Regions from separate parts of the Rattus norvegicus genome. Here region 1 is linked to region 2. A link is a contact called in public Hi-C data. All regions are on one chromosome and are shown on one strand. Each heading gives the region's core, a stretch centred on a gene start, on an enhancer-like site or on the middle of the called end of the contact. The rest is flanking DNA. Distances are from core to core; before and after follow the strand shown.

Region 1 (5,589 bases), core at 2,379-4,878, 210 kb after region 2:
AGTCTGTGGCCCCCTCCACTCTGTCACCTGCCACCTATTCCTATGAATCCCAGACCCCTCCCCTAGTCACAACCTTGACCCCAAGAGTGCCTCACCAGTAGTTTCTTTTGCCCACACAGTTGTTCAGCCATTTGCAGTGGTGGTCAAAGCCAGAGACACATTTGTTGCAGGAGCTGCAATGTTTGGCTTTTTTGCTCCTGGAAAAGAAATTGGGAGAAACAGCCTGTTAACCCCAAATGCACCATGGGAAGTGAGTGTCTACCACGAAATGGTGGGTGGGGCCTCCATCTGAAGGCAGTGGGGAACTGGAAGTCTGTAGAAAAGACAAGGCCACCTTGGGTAGAGAGATGAGCTTGTACCCATGGGCTTTGTTACTGGAAGGTAAACCCAGGACTCCCTGTACATAGGTTTGCTAGATGGGAGCCTGAAAGTTCTATGTAGGAGTTGAAGGCTGGTAGTTCACCCAGTGCCAACAGTGCCTTCCTGTAATCAAGTCAGTGTGCTGCCCTGATCAGGTTCTGGAGACTTTGGGTCCCACCAGGCATCAGTTGAAATTGCCTTTCCCTCCTCCCCAGTTGGAAATGTTTTATCAGGAAAAAAAAACACAAGGAAGTAACATGCTTGCCCCACCACCACCACAAAGAAGGGTCTGTGTGTTCAAGATGACCTGAGGACACACTGCTGGGCCCTCAGACTGCAGCTCTTCACAGCACGGGAGAGAGGTGTTGGGAACCAGGAGGCAGGACTGTTAGCTATAGAATAGGGCAGTATAGCAGCCCAATAGGAGGCTGCGAGCACATGACTGCACCCTTCATGGAGTGCCACAAAATGCTAGCGCCTGGCAGCAGCAGACTCATCTGGGCAACTGTGGGGGTCACAGGACAGCAGGATTCTATACCCAAACTCCTACTCCACTCACACGGTAACCTCACACAGGTGGCAATACTGGTTCTGAATCACATGTGCGTGTTTGGACCGGTCGAAGGTCGGCACAGGCTCCAAGTAGTCCTTTTTGAGTCGGACATTGGTGTCAGCTGGGTCGATGGTAATTGCGATCAAGTGCACGACGAGGTGGAACATGAACACCCCACCCATCACCTGGGCTGTCAAGGAACACACAGCCCTGAGCCTGGCCGACGTGGTGCAAAGGGTCTCCCAGTGGGACAGACAGTGTCAGACACTGGGACTCCTACTCACTGATATCTGCAGCATCAGAGAGCAGATCCTAAGAGATACTCCCTTTGGAGAAGCAGACAAGCCAGCGAGCTACTGGCCACAGTGTGCACAAGCCCTGAAATGTCTTATGTGGCAGGGACAAGAAAAAGAGTAGTTTATACCTTGGAATGATAGCTTCAGAGACCCAAAGTGGTTCACCTGCTAGTGGGTGTTTCCCAGATGGGAAAGGCCTAGGATATAAGTGGGACTAGACCAGGCCAAGATGATGCAACATATGTGGGTTCCATTGGCAGTAGAGTTACTGTTGGCCACAACACAGGAGAAAGCTGTGTTCATCAGAAACATGAAGGTCAGGCAGCAGTTGGGAGGTACTCTCCAACCTCAGCTTGAATTAGAGCTTCAGGGGCCACAAAACTCTCAGGAACCTTTGGGCTTTGCCCATCTAAGCCTATATGGCCACAAGAAGGTCTTTGTCCCCTCCATCCCTCCTCCTGTCCCTGGGATAATATACAGGAGGAGACACTGATTACAGAGGCTCCCTCTTGGGTTGGGGATTTAGCTCAGTGGTAGAGAGCTTGCCTAGCAAGCACAAGGCCCTGGGTTCGGTCCCCAGCTCAGGAAAAAAAAAAAGAAAAAGAAAACAGAGGCTCCCTCTTGCCCTGATTTCTGGGCCAGGTGGACCAGCATTTACAGCATCTTTAAAGGAAGTCAACAAAGTCTCATGCCCCACAGCCTAAGCTTGGGCCAGCAGGCAGGCTTCTTTGTATCTATGCAAGAGAAAGGCCATAGGCATATACAAGAGGCTCTGTGGGGATTTTAACAGGACATGGATAGTTAACTCAGCCAGAAGTCCCTTTTCCCAGCCCTTCTATGAGCTCAGGGTTGCTGGCCTGGCTTTGTAGTGCTGATTTCCAAAGCCATCCTGTATGCTGGGGTTGGGTTTTGTGGGTGATGTGTGTTGGAGAGGAGGCCCTAATGAAGGTCTAAAAAGAATCAGTGATGTAGGATAAGCCTGCAAGAGGCCTGTATACTGACCCAAACCCTGGTGTAGGTCCTGTCTTGCTCACCTCATCTTCAAGCATGAACTGGCCAGGATGAAGGATTCAGGGCATGGACACAGGACGGAGAAGCGGGTCAGGGCACAGAGAAATGACTGTGAGGAAGACAGGAAGCTGTATTCCAGGAGGACCAGAGCAGGAGCTGGTGCAGGGCTGGATGGGAGTGTGGCAGAAGAGGCTCTTGCTACCTTTTTATTGTAGCATAGATTGCAGCTATGGTATAGGCCAGTGGGAGTAGGCACAGGGTCACTCACAGCTGTTGATGCTACCATGGCAAGAGCATGGCCCAGCAGCTCTTCCACTTCTCGAAGCTAATTTGAGGGTGAATGTGTTTCCTTCATGATGACGGGTAGTAAGAAGCCTGGTCAGAGCCTGGGACATTGGTGGGTAAGGATCGAGGACACGGGAAGTCTTATACTGGACTCTGACTCTTTCCCTGTGACACTAGAACAGGCCTGTTCTAACAGAAACCCGTAGGCAGGCAGAAAGCCCAAGAGGCATTTTGAGGAGCAAACAGGGTAAAGCTGAGGTCAACTGCCCAGGCTCTCCGTGACCGCATCTCATGATACCTCCATATCTTCTCCAACCCACCAGCATCCGTCCTCTACTCACACATGAAGTCCCACTGTTGGGGATGTAGGCCAGTCATGTGGAGGGTATGGCTGCAAAGTATTCTCAGGGTACAGCTGAGGCAGAATCTCTGGAACCTGAACCTGCCAAACAGATCCTAAAGGACCGTCAATCCCCAGACGTCACATGGAGTACCAGGGGGCCACCCTAAAAGCATTTGTCTGTCACAAAAGGCCTCTGGTCACAAAAGGGACTCAGATTTCAGACTTCAATCTGTCCCTCCTGGACACGGAGCTCCCCTACAGAAGTTACCGCACATCTTTTATCACATTCTCCTGTGCAAAGCTTGTCCAGGATCTCTTTGCCAGCATTTTTTTTTTTTTTTACCACTCAATGATATCCCTGTCACCCATAGAAATCATGTTGGTGACCTTACTTTATACTATATTTTGTCTCAGATGACCTGGCTGGCCACTCCCTACCACACACCAAGGCGACATTCCCAAGGGGGAGCCCAGAAGAGGAACTTCTTCAGGAACTGCCCTTGTCTCCTCTAGAGCCTTGTCTCAATGGATAACTAAATGTGAAAGTAGCAGGGTGAGGCGTCCTCCATGGAGGCCTTCCTCCAACTCCCTCTGGAAGTTTCCATGTGGGAGCCTATGAGAACCACAGCTGGCTGGAACATTCCCTAGCAACAATCTGTGTTTAGTAAACAAATAAAGGAAGGGCGCCAGCTCAGGACACCACCCTCCTCAGCCTCCTCGAACTACTGACCTCTCCCTTGTCCTGTTTCCGCAGGAAGAGGGGAGGCCCAGGAGGAGCCAACATTCTGGTACTGTCTGGACTCATGATTCCCCCAGGGCAAATTCCGTGGTTGAGCTACAACAGCAGCCTAAGACACCCTGCTTGTCCCCCCCACACACACCCACTTAGTTCACATTGCCTTGGCACAACCCAGGACTCAAAAAAAAGATTTATAGGCTAAAGGTTGATTTTGCACTGTGGGCCCTGTTGGTTAAACTGTGTTATCTATTCCTTTGTCAGCAGGGAAGGAGTCCCACTGGTGACAGGACCCTCACAAGCCTGGCGGGCCCTTTCTCATATGAACCACAAGAAGGATCTTCAGGCTTTTTTCTGACCTCAGGGTTTCCTAGGATCCTCTCCACACAAAGTCCTAGCTCTTCTAACCCAGCCCCTCACTTCTCAGCCCCTCACAGTGCCTAGCAGGCGCCAAATGATGCTGGTGCCCTCTAGTGGCTGCAAACTAGTACTAAGCACTGCTCCTTTGAGCACAATGCGGGTGTAGCCTGGCTCCCAACCGTCAAGCTAGTGAAAGAATTTCAGAGGCAATAACCTGACCAGAAAAGCCAAGAACGCTGCAGGAGCTCCAGTGTCCCTGAACAACAACCCAGACTGAGCTAGCAAGTGGATAGAGCAGGCTCTGGGAAAGAATGGAGTCCATTTGGATGTGCTGCCAGAACGGCCCAATGCAGCAAACACAAAGCCACCAACAAGATCCAGGGCCAAACAGAGCCAAGTTAGGAATAAAAAGAAGCAAGCAGTGATTATAAGGCAGTGAGTGTCTCCTAAACATATACACGTCCTGACACCAAAGTCAGAAGACTTCACTTGCAAAACAGAGTCATCGCAAACCAAGTAAACGAGGCCACTGGGAACGATCTCATCCACTGTGGCCACAGACCTTATAAAAATGGCAACTGTAGGCCAACAAGGGGATGCAGCAGCTCAAAGAGCTTTCTGCGGAAGTCTGACAACCTGGACCCTGTGGTAGATAGAGAGAGAGAACTGACTCCTGGAAGTTGTCCTCTTCAGGGATGGGGTAGAGGACTGGCCCTGATTGTGTTGCCTGCCTGTGGATCCCGTTCTGGGCTGCCTTTGCCTGGCTTCAGTGGGATCAGATGTGCTGGGTCCTGCAGTGACTTGATGTGCCAGGGTGGGTTGGTACCTCGGGGACGGGGTTCTTCTCCTTCTTGGAGGAGAAGGGGAGGGTGTGTGGGGAGGGACTGTGGGGAGGGGCTGTGGGGAGGGGCTGTGGGGAGGGGCTGTGGGGAGGGTGTGTGGGGAGGGTTGTGGGGAGGGTTGTGGGGAGGGGCTGTGGGGAAGGTGTGTGGGGAGGGGCTGTGGGGAAGGTGTGTGGGGAGGGGCTGTGGGGAGGGTTGTGGGGAGGGTTGTGGGGAGGGGCTGTGGGGAGGGTTGTGGGGAGGGTGTGTGGGGAGGGACTGTGGGGAGGGTGTGGGGGGAGGGTTGTGGGGAGGGGCTGTGGGGAGGGCGTGTGGAGAGGGGCTGTGGGGAGGGTGTGTGGGGAAGGGCTGTGGGGAGGGTGTGTGGGGAGGGACTGTGGGGAGGGGCTGTGGGGAAGGTTGTGGGGAGGGGCTGTGGGGAGGGACTGTGGGGAGGGGCTGTGGGGAGGGGCTGTGGGGAGGGACTGTGTGAGGGGGGCTGGGAAGAGAGGGGCATCTGCAATAGGGACGTAAAGTGAATAAATAGTGGGAAAGAAAAAAGAAAGTTGTCCTCTGAGCTCCACTTACATGCAATGGCGAGCATGCCATAAACACACACTCACTCGCTCTCTAAATATTTTTATGGGAAATACAGCAGACTGAATTCCCAGGGCAGAAAATGAGCCAACACTGAAGACTGCATCCCCAGGCCAAGGTGACATAGCGGCAAAGTGACAGGGAGACATAGTACTCCCCAGTGTTTTAAGAAGAACATGGGCCTGTGTCCGTTTCACGTTAGACTGCTTCCCCAGAACTAAGGGAAA
Region 2 (5,268 bases), core at 352-2,851:
GAGAGGATGTTGGTATAACTCAGAGCTTGTTCTTTCCTTTCCCATAATATCAAACTCCTAGTCCAACATCATTGCCTGGCTTCGGAAAGCACTGGAGACAGACAAGAAAGACTGGAGCAAAGAGACGGAGCCGGAAGCAGACCAGGACGGCTATTATCAGACGACACTTCCTGCCATTGTATTCCAGGTATAAGCCCTATTAAAGGTCCGGGGGCCCATGTGGTTAATAGGATCCGTTGGCTTCATAGACAGCAAATATCTTAGACTTCATAAAGTAGATGTAAGAACATGCTTTCCCTGATACCTCTATCTCTGCTTTCTAGAGCTAAAGAAACTGAGGCTCAGACTTACACTTACCAAGTAGTGTTACCCAGAGTCGCTTGAGATCTTTTTGGGTCTGCACTAGAGGTTAATTCTATTGGTTGTACCTGGTGCTCCTGTTCTGCGCTCTTTTACGTTCCATGCTGGGAAATGGTCAAGACTTGTCTTCAGAGTGCCACATAATTAAGTTTAATCTCGCACATAAGTGCACATAACCATCCTCCTGGCCCCACCTCTTTGTCAGCCCTCTGGTCACTTTATCACCGCATGGTTATAATGAAAGGGTAAATATTTCCCTGTGCTAGAACTCCAACTGAAGGTAATTAGTAAAATGTGTGCTAGGCTTTTTTCCCCACTGGAAAAATTGTTTAACTCCATTGTTTTTCAGATACTTTTATTTTTGTCTTTGAATTTGGACTATTCCAACTGCCAGATAATTTTTTTATTAATTATATACTTTCTTTTTTGAGATTATAATATAATTGCATCATTTCCTCCTTCCATTTTCTCCTTCCAGACTGTCCCATATACCCTCCTTATTGTCTTTCAAATTCATGGCCTCTTTTTTTATTAATTGGTGTTATATACATTTATGTGTATGGCTATACATATATGTTTTATGTCATAAATACAACCTGCTTAGTCTGCAAAATGTTACTTGGATGTATGTTTTCAGAGCTCACCATATTGGATAACTAGTAGTTCCTCCCTAGGAAGACTTTTTCTCCTACTCTCAGCATTCCATAATTGCCCCTAGTTCTTTGTCTAGAGTTGAGGCCTCGTGAGCTTTCTCTCATCCGAGTTAGCATGTCTGTTGGTACTGTCCTTGTTCAGGGTATGTTTTGGCAGCCATGTTAGTGAGACTTCACTGGTATAACTTCTGACATTTCTAGGAGACACCGTCTCACAGCAAACTTCTATCTCTTTGGCTCTTGCAGTCTTACCTCCCTCTCTACACAGCGATCCCTGATCCAGGTGATTGTGGTAGATGTATCAGTTGGGACTGGGCTCCACAACTCTGGGTTTTGATTATTTACAGTTTTCTGTAATGGTCTCCATCTCTAGCAAAGAGAAATTTTCTTAAGGAAGGGTGAGGCTTACACTTACCTGTACTTCTTAGTCACTGTTCTCTTTTGCTGGGAAAAGACGCCATGACAAAGGCAGCTCTTACTAAAGAAAGCATTTAATTGGGGACTTGCTTACAGTGCGGAGGTTCGGTGCGTTTGGTCCATCAGCGTGGCGGGGACTTGGCAGCATCATGGTGCTGGCACAGTAGCTGAGCGATTTACGTCCTGACTCACAGGCTTACATTCCTGATGCAGGCAGAGACACAGACACAGAGACAGAGCAGAGTGCTGGTTATCGCCAATGTGTAGATGCCACCACTGCACCCACACCCTTCAAAGGCTTCACCTAGATCTGTTGAGATGAGCATGTGATTTTTGTCTTTAAATCCATTTATGTGGTTTCTTAAATTTATTGAACTGTGTATGTTGAATATCCCTGCATTTCAGGGGTAAATCTAGCTTGGTCATCTTTTTGCTCTATCTGTATTCTCTGCAATTATTTTATTTGAATCTGTGTTCATCAGACGTATTGGGCTTTAGTTTCTGTTGTTGCTGTTGTTGTTGTTGTTGCTGTTGCTGTTGTTGTTGCTGTCGTTACCTGTCTTAGTCTTAGAGTGACACTAGCTTGATAGAAGTTCTCCTCCCCTCCCCCCTCCCCCTTCCCCCCTTCCATCTCTCCTCACCGCCCCCTCAGATTTTTAAAGAATGATTGACTGTAGAACTTCATTCACTGAAAGTCTGGTCTGGTGTACTTCATCTGTGAATCCATCTGATCCTAGAATTTCTTTATTATTTCAATTTTCTCATTTGGTATGAGTTATTGACATCTTGGTTTAATTTTGATGGTTTTGCTAAATCTAGAAATTAATTTCATCTTAATGAAGTACAGATTTTTAAAGTATTCCCTTTTAATAATCTGACTTTTTTTAGTATCTATTATCTCCCTGTTCATTTTTTATTCTGTAAGTTGGATCTTCTCTTTCTTTTTCTTTATTTTTACTGAATTCTGTTTTTCCAGTCTGGGCTGTCTCCAGCATTTCCATCAGCCTTATGTTTGTATTTTCTTGGGCATTATTCAGGTACAAGTTTTTTGTATGTAATTTCATTGAGATGCTTCTTTGTGTCTTCTTTAAGTTCCTTGAGTTATTTGATGAAGTTTATGTGTTCTTTTGAATTCTATTTCCTGATTTTCATATAGGCAATTCTTATTGACAAGCATTTTTATAAGGTGTGATAGGTTTTGGAGAAGAGATATTGTTTGTATTTTTGTGATGAGTTCTGGGCATATAGACTTCTTTTGTTAGTTCTGTGTCTGCTGAGACAGGGCAGGTTGGGGTAGAAGAGCGAACAGGATACATAGGCAGGCTGGATCTGGAGGTTGGAAATGGCTTGGTAGGAATGAAAGCATGTGGACGAAGGAGACGGGACCGCTGTAAAGAATGTGTGTTCTGGTCCAGGCTTGGGGTGTGAGAGGAGATCTAGCTCAGTGAGAGGTTGAATATTGTATGGTAGGGGCCTGTAAGTTAAGAGCAGGGAGAGTAGATCATGGGAGATGCCTAGAGGTTGTTTGAGGTGCAACAGGGGTGACCAGACTAGGCCAGGGCACTAGATGAGGACTCCAGACTAAATCTAGCAGGTTGAAGAGAATGTGAGAGAAAAAAGAGTCAGGCAGACTAACCAGGCAGACCTTGGAGAAGGATGTCCCAGGTAGAATTTTATTAATGGGAACATTATTCTATGCTTTTATAATACTGTTTCACAATTCTTAATGCCCTGTTCTTTTATGCTGTTGTTCTCCTTTTGTGTCTCCTTTTTTCAATTTTTAGATGTTTGAACAGAATCTTCAAGTTGCTGCTCAAATAAGTGAAGATTTGAAAACAAAGGTATTAGTTTTGTGTCTTCAGCAAATGAATTCTTTCCTAAGTAGGTATGTATTTTTGCCAGTAATCTGAATTACAAATTATGTGTTTTAAAATTAAGAATAAAACCTGTTGATTCTAGGATGCCATTTTTCAAAGGTTAGCCCCTTTTGTTGTTCAGAGATGCAAAAATATTTAAAAAAGAAGAAGATGCAAAAATGAAAATATCCTAATCAGATGGGGCATGTGACATACTGTTTTACAGTGGGCCTTTCCCTGTGAATTGTTCACATAACGATGTTCAAGTCTGGACAGAAGAATCCCATGAGCTCTGTCCTCCCATCATAGTGCCCAAGTCTTCTAGGCCATCCTCACATGCCTGTTCTCTTCTGTGCCTCCCTTCTATCACTCTGATGCCCAGATGTTGCTGAGTCCCAGATTCTCTGTTAGAACCACAACAATATCAGTCATGTAGTAGGTATCTGACATCTTATATTAAAGTTCGTCGTCTCAACTGCTAGGTTGGCAGGCCTGTGTGTCACTGTGGTCTAAGTATGTAGGCTTCTGGAGCATGAGGCTGCTCCTCTCCCTCTTCACTAGGAAGCTCTCAAGAAGCCGGCGTGGTCTCTTTTTACTCACCAACACGTCTTCAGTGTGCGTGGTCAGATGTCATGTCTCTGACAGCCCAGTTGCCAGCCAGACTCCTCCCTTCCTTAGAGTTCCATCTGCTACCCACCGAGGGATCCTGATTTGATTCCTCTCAGTCCCAGGGCCATAACTGATCTCCACATTCCACCCATAGAATTGTAGCTGAGCTCCTCAGTCCATTTATGGAGTCATTGCTGAGCTCTCCCAAAGCTGTCATTTCTCAGCGTCACTTCCAAGTCAGTCACTTCATTTTTGAGGTGGGGCCTTCTATGAAGTGGATTTTTTCCCCCCTTGGTTGATCTTGAACCACAGATGGGCAAAATCAGAATAAGTGTGTAGATCTTCCCCACTAGTTAACAGTTTGAGGTTAATGAGTCAAAAAAATATACAGAATGCCACAGTGGCACCCTAGGTGTTTGTTTTCCAGATATCTCAAGACTCTGGTTATTTTTTGATTCATTTCTTCATCTTATCAGGTGTTGTCTGGTAATGTTTCTCACACTGATGAGGGTTTTGTGGAAGGTTTTGTGCCGTGGTATATGTGAGAAAATCAGAGGACAACTTTGTGCGGTTGGTTCTCTCCTTCCACCTTTATGTGAGTTTCAGGGATCTACCTCAGGTAGACAGGCTTTGGGCAAGTACCTCACCTACCGAGTCACCTCTCTAGTCCTGTTATAGGAGTTGTGGGTACCTGGTTCATGAAATACTTTTCTAGTAACGGTCATGCGTTTCACAGTATCTTCGTGTCAGGAGACCAAACCATATTTCAAAGCCTGCTATAGAAATTATTTTTAAAATTCATTTAACATGATTGACTCTCTCCTCTACCATTGATATGATTATCCAAAAGAATGTTTATGCTTAAAGATTCCTCTGGTCCCAAAGTGGTGCCATGAGGCCCCTGACATCATGATGTCTACCCGGCACTGTAGACAGCTCTGGGATCCCCAATGTAATTTCAGATACAAAGAGGAAGCCCAGCTTTACAAAGAGGAGCACCTGAGAAACCGGCAGCACCCACACTGTTACGTGCAGTACATGGTCGCCATCATCAATAACTGCCAGACCTTCAAGTAAGCGCTGTGAGGGGCAGGGTGGGCAGAGAGCAGGCAGGCATAGCTTCAAGTAAGCGCTGTGCGGGGCAGGGTGGGCAGAGAGCAGGCAGGCATAGCTTCAAGTAAGCGCTGTGCGGGGCAGGGTGGGCAGAGAGCAGGCAGGCATAGCTTCAAGTAAGCGCTGTGCGGGGCAGGGTGGGCAGAGAGCAGGCAGGCATAGCTTCAAGTAAGCGCTGTGCGGGGCAGGGTGGGCAGAGAGCAGGCAGGCCTAGAGCTCTTCCCCTGAGCTACTGCTGCTTCCCTGCAGAGAATCCATCA

What was found. Hi-C and Micro-C count contacts between places; a contact is called where the count stands out from the background.
Region 1: a Hi-C map of the A7r5 cell line shows a contact between it and region 2, with 2.5 times the contacts expected there. The contact joins two enhancer-like sites. A contact is called at or near these places in 2 of 12 Hi-C or Micro-C datasets (the A7r5 cell line and mammary epithelial cells).

Annotation. Positions count from the first base shown.
Region 1 is chr1:31,144,138-31,149,726 of GRCr8, forward strand. Zdhhc11 (zinc finger, DHHC-type containing 11) reads right to left here. Exons shown (of 10, transcript NM_001419501.1): 3 at 920-1,098; 4 at 96-197. Among named protein-coding and RNA genes, the nearest start is that of Zdhhc11, 8.6 kb to the right of the region's middle. Within about 2 kb of position 3,629, at least 43 of the 93 cell types and tissues checked have an H3K27ac peak or open chromatin away from gene starts, as enhancers often do. A contact at or near this core is called in the A7r5 cell line, where this site is marked.
Region 2 is chr1:30,937,385-30,942,652 of GRCr8, forward strand. It overlaps Exoc3 (exocyst complex component 3), which reads left to right. Exons shown (of 13, transcript NM_001024964.1): 6 at 62-187; 7 at 3,215-3,315; 8 at 4,858-4,968; 9 at 5,258-5,268. Among named protein-coding and RNA genes, the nearest start is that of Exoc3, 20 kb to the left of the region's middle. Within about 2 kb of position 1,602, at least 1 of the 93 cell types and tissues checked has an H3K27ac peak or open chromatin away from gene starts, as enhancers often do. A contact at or near this core is called in the A7r5 cell line, where this site is marked.